2 separate regions of the Zea mays genome follow, and region 1 is linked to region 2. The links are chromatin contacts, called in public Hi-C maps. All regions are on one chromosome and are shown on one strand. Each heading gives the region's core, a stretch centred on a gene start, on an enhancer-like site or on the middle of the called end of the contact. The rest is flanking DNA. Distances are from core to core; before and after follow the strand shown.

What was found. Hi-C and Micro-C count contacts between places; a contact is called where the count stands out from the background.
Region 1: a contact with region 2 is called in a Hi-C map of ear, with 2.5 times the contacts expected there. The contact joins the promoter of LOC100277481 here to the promoter of LOC100281660 in region 2. A contact is called at or near these places in 2 of 25 Hi-C or Micro-C datasets (ear and tassel).

Annotation. Positions count from the first base shown.
Region 1 is chr4:38,327,463-38,330,162 of Zm-B73-REFERENCE-NAM-5.0, forward strand. LOC100277481 reads left to right here and starts at 1,281. Exons shown (of 4, transcript NM_001151027.2): 1 at 1,281-1,524; 2 at 2,698-2,700. The coding sequence starts at 1,284.
Region 2 is chr4:38,071,282-38,073,981 of Zm-B73-REFERENCE-NAM-5.0, forward strand. LOC100281660 reads right to left here and starts at 1,296. Exons shown (of 7, transcript NM_001370726.1): 1 at 287-1,296. The coding sequence starts at 1,070.

The DNA of each region.
Region 1 (2,700 bases), core at 31-2,530, 260 kb after region 2:
GGTGTGCTTCAGTGGAGTGGAGCTTGTCATGCTGTCTGCTTCTGAAGATGACCAACGTAGAATATGCAGCTCGGTGCCTTGCGTTGGACGAAGCCGACACCTAACATCGTGTCTCATTGTAGTAATTCCATTGGTTTTATGACGTTCTCTGATGCTAATAGGTTGGGTTTCCCTTGGTACTTCGACGTTCTCTGGCACTCAATAAGCCTTTTTTCTTGTTTGGTTTGTGAAACACATTCTTTGGTTTGCGAAACGCAGTGCATTGATGTATTTTGTTTGGTTTATGAAATATAATACATCGATGTATCGTTATTTTATTTCTCATAAGCTAATGATTAATTAGTATAGACTGGTGTATCGTCATTATATTTCTCATAAGATAATTATTAGTATTGATATTAGGAATAAATTTATCTTATTAAATTTAAGGAATAAACTTACCTTATCTAAATTAGGGTGTGTTTGGTTTGACTTTTGGCTTTGATTTTTACCTCCTAAAAGTCGAAAGCGAAACCAAAGGGTCAGATTCAGAAAGCAGTTTTTTCTAAAAGCCGACTTTCTCGCAGTGCAAAACTGAAAGCATCTTGGATCTGCTTTTAGTGACTTTCGGATAGAACTATGAAAACATATATTGAAGAACTTTTAATGACTTTTAGTAGTTTCGACCAAACAATTTTTAATTTTTTAACAGCCCACAGCCCACAACAGCTTTTTTCATAGCTCACATCCCACAACAGCTTTTTCCACGGCCACAACCCAACCAAACAGACTTTTAGTATTGTCATTATCAAACCACACCCTTCAGAGCAACTCTAAGACTCTAATCTCTATCTTCCAACTACTCTCTAAAGTAGAAACAAGATATAAAACTCTTGTAAATTCGAAAGGTATAGAGAGTGGTTCTAGGTAAGATATAAAAAACTGTTGGAAATTGGAAAGATGTAGAAAGTGGTTTTTAGATAAAACTACTCTTAAAATGATAATTTTAAGAATGAAATTTAGAGACACTCTAGGAGATGTTTTTAATTCTCGGTTTTTTTACATTACATAAAAATCGCTTAACCTCGTCTAATTGGACTAGCCAACCACAGGAAATGCACAATCTACGGTCCGTTTCAAAGCCCAACGCGAAGCTCTATTTGGGCCTTCCGTTTACGCCCAACCGACAATGCGAAGCCTTATTTGGCCCAACCGAAGGCCCAACGCGGTCAGCTGATGTCTCTTTGACTCTTTCCACCACACGACCACACTGCTCGTGCTCTCTCGATGCGGTCACCAGTCGAATGGACGGCGCGGATATCCCCTCCCACTCCGCCGCCGATGGCGACCGGCCTCCGGAGAACGCGGACGACGGCGGCGTGGAGGACGAGCGTGCCGCCGCGCCCCCTCCGGAGCGGTGCGGGGCGTTGGCTTCCGCAATCGCAGGGGTGCTGGCCGGCGCGCTGCGGGAGCACGAGGAGCGGGCGGCCGCCACCGCCCGGAGCCAGGACGAGGTCGCCGCTGCCATCGACCGCCTCAACGGAGGTAGGTGCCTCTCCCCGCCCCAGCCTTGGGCTTTCTCTGCTGGTGGTGTCATGCGTTGCGCGCGTTGTGGCTTAGACTTCTCCAGCTTCGGATGCGTACCATTCTGTGTAGACACTAGAGTATGCGTACTGTATTGTGGAGTTCATTTAACCCAAGACTAGTGAGATTTAGATGACATACTAGCAATTGAGTTGTGAGCTCTGTATTTTATCTATCTACTTGCCTCTTTTCTTGAACTAGTCAGTACTCTTCTGTAATTTCGTTGCCATGGCATGGAAATGCAGCGACAGCCCAAAAATGTTATTTGCCTCTTTGGCGTTCAAACCATGAACAGGGTCAAGTCCATATTGTAGCCTGTTAAAACTTGTAGCTGTAGTTTAACTGATGCATTATATACTGTCTGAGAGGCTCAATGTAAACAATCCAATTCCTCTTATAAACATAGCTGTTCCTGGTTGCACCTGAATCTACTTTTTATGTAGTGCAATTTCAGCCTCTTCGTTATCTCAAGAGAGTTAACAAATAAATGGATGAACTAGAACATTCTAGCAGTTTAACAGTATACAGCGAATAAAATTATTGTACTGAGAAATTCATGATTCTGACATGATCCCATGTGTCAGCGTCCAACTTGCTTGCAGGTGGCCAGGTTTCCAATCCGATAAAAATAAAATTGTACACACCAAATACCACTTGGAGAACCCTAAAGCCACTTGGAATGGTCTTGTAGTCCCTGTTTGGGAGGGCTCTGCTCTCTGATTCTCTAGCTCCGCTCCTTAATCTCCGATGGAGTGATTCCATTGAATTCCTAGGAGGGAGCAGGATGAGGAGCTGATGAAAATTGATTCTCTGTTGAATGCTGATCCATACCAGAATTTAACAGGAAGCAAGGTGCAGGTTGCTCCTAGTGTAAATGGAGAAGTGATTCTCTCCTGATCCCTGCTTGAATTAGTTGGCGTTTTGACCACTTGATTGGTTGGGAGTGATTCTCTTCGGAGAAGCTAAAGTCGGAGCTCTCCCAAACGGCCCCTTTTACATTTTCCAAAGCCCCAAGGCTCCACTCTTTTGTTCAGATTGTCTCGCCTATTGCTATTGTCTGTGTACACATTTTTTTGATGGAAAGCATGTATATATATCCAGTAACTGTATGAAACTAAGACTAAGTGTTTGCAGAGC
Region 2 (2,700 bases), core at 46-2,545:
GAAGTAAAAAATGCAAGTGTGTGAACGTGCAGAGAATTGTTGGTGGTTTGCTATCTACTCCTATGCATTGAAACCAAACCATCCATAGTGGCCATAAATGTCAAATTCAGTAGAAGCTAATTGGGTGAAGGGGCAATCGCGACTCAAAAGTTACCGTAATTACTACCAGGTCTGTTAGTTAAGAATATGTTGCCATAGTCGAACGGAAGTCATTGCAAACCATCTCGTACTATTTTTAGTTAAAACAGAAACATGACATGCTAAGAAGCAACAAGAAGCAGAGGACCTTTGTCGTCATTGTCGTCGGGTGGTGTGCCGTCACAGCGCTGCGCGGCGCCCCACTGCATCCTGTAGCAGGTGTTGTGCTCGAGGATAGGGTGCTGGCTCCAATCCCCCCTGAGCCTGGGGTTGAGGTGGAGTATCCTGGGCGGGTCCTCGCCGTCGACGGCGCGCAGGCCCTGGAGCTCGACCATGAACTGGGACACCATGACGGTGCCGTCCCCCTGGCGCATCCGCGCGAGCTGCGGCACGTACTCCCTGTGCGAGGCGCGCGGCGTGCCGACGACGGTGATGGACGAGCCCGCGGCGAGGCCGCAGGGGAGGAAGACGACCCGGCCCCGCGCGCGCTGGGAGACCGCGGAGGGGCACTTGGCGGCGTCGGAGGCGCGGGAGGTGGCGGCGGCGAGCAGCGCCCAGGGGTCCCCTGCGAAGGCGGCGGCGTCCTCCCAGGCGGTGAGGCCGAGCGCCCAGGCGTCGTCGGCCATGCGGTCGAGCGCGGAGCGGTTGCGGGACGCGAGGTCGGGGAGGGACACACGGTCGTAGCGGTGCCAGAAGGGGCGGACCGGGAACGGGGGCGAGGAGGAGGAGGAGGTGGCGGAAGCGGACCCGGGCGGGGGCAGGTGGTCGGCGGAGGACGGAGAAGAGAAGGCGGCGGCGGCGGCGGCGGCAGGGTCGTCCGCGAGGTCGGTGGCGGCCAGGTCCAGCACGCGGCGGAACTTGAGGGAGATGAGGAGGAGGTAGGCTGCCGCCAGCGCCAGCACCAGGTGCGACGGCCGCACCCGCCGCGCCATTGCCTGCCGCCTCCCCCCTCGGGAGCGGGAGCGGAAGCAGCCGCTGTGCCTGCACCCCCGGCGACGGCGATTAGGGAGAAGGGGAGCCGGAGGGGGCGAGTAGACGCGTGGGCCGGATCTAGCCCGGGCGCCTGGGGCTGGGTGGGGGGTCGCGGGGATCGGAGATGGAAATGGTGGTGGCCGTACAGGTACAGACGCGGCCACGCGGGCACAGGCAGAAGGAGAGAGAGGGGAATGGAGGGAGAGTGGGAGACGGACAGGCGTCGTGCTGGCTGCTCCCGCTCGTCTCTCTCGTCCCGGCCTCCCGGGTCCGCGGCAATCGGTCAGCTGTTTGGGCTGCAGCTGCGTGATACAGCCCATCGGCTGCAGCCCAGGCTTGCTCGCTTCACGTTATCAGGGCATGTACGTAAATGTCTTGTATCTTAAAAGGACTATTATAAGAGAATAATAAAAAAATATAAGAGACAGCATTTTATTAAAAGAACGTCTCTAACACAGTTTTCTAAGTTTATATATGATTTTACTCATATAACTTACATAAATAAATTATATTTTAATAGATTCTAGTGAATAAGATATAATATTTAAATTTATTAAATTGTATGAAGAGGCTTCATAGATACATCTAGTGTTTGGAGAACAATAATATAGTATTTAGGTTTTATGTGCCCTCATGGCTACAACATCGTCATGCTCTCCAACGGAAGCTCGTGACTGCAATCTGGAAAAGGAGGTGCTGCAACTTGTAGAAAAAGGACTATCTGAATTGTTTTAGGCCATCTTCAACCATTATTCTAGTAATTTAGGCATATATCAATTAATCTAATTTCGTTTTATGTAAAATATACTTGTATACTATTATTAGCACGATATCAGAGATATTTATGTGCTACATTTTTATTATAGATAAGTGAGACGAATAGTGCCATGTAAGTTACAGAGTAGAAACAAATTCTACTAATTCATAAAATCATTTCCCACCCCCGCCCCATAAATTTGAGATAGGCTTATATTTAAACTTAGGAAAGTGGTGGAATGTCAAATTTCAAACTAAATAAGTTACTTTATTGAGTGAATTCTAATTCCTCTAAAATAAATAAACGCCTCGTCATATTTTTATCCAATATATACTTCCTATAATAGTTTAGTATATCTTTCTAAAATATATCCCTCCACATACAGTACTGTCGGGGACCATAATTAGGGGTACCCTCAAGACGCCTAATTCTCAGCTGGTAACCCCCATCAGCATAAAGCTGCAAAGGCCTGATGGGTACGATTAAGTCAGGGATCAAGTCCACACGAGTGACTCGATCACGCTTCGTCCGAGCCTAGCCTCGGCCAAGGGCAGCCGACCTCGAGAGACTTCCGTCTCGCCCGAGGCCCCCCTTTTAACGGCGGACACACCTCCGGCTCGCCCGAGGCCTTGGCTTCGCTTAGAAGCAACCCTGACTAAATCGCCGCACCGACTGACCAAGTTGCAGGAGCATTTAACGCAAAGGTAGCCTGACACCTCTATCCTGACGCGCGCCCCGGCAGAGCCGAAGTGACCGCAGTCACTCCGCCGCTCCACTGACCGGTCTGACAGAAGGACAGCGCCGCCTGCGCCACTCCGACTGCAGTGCCACTC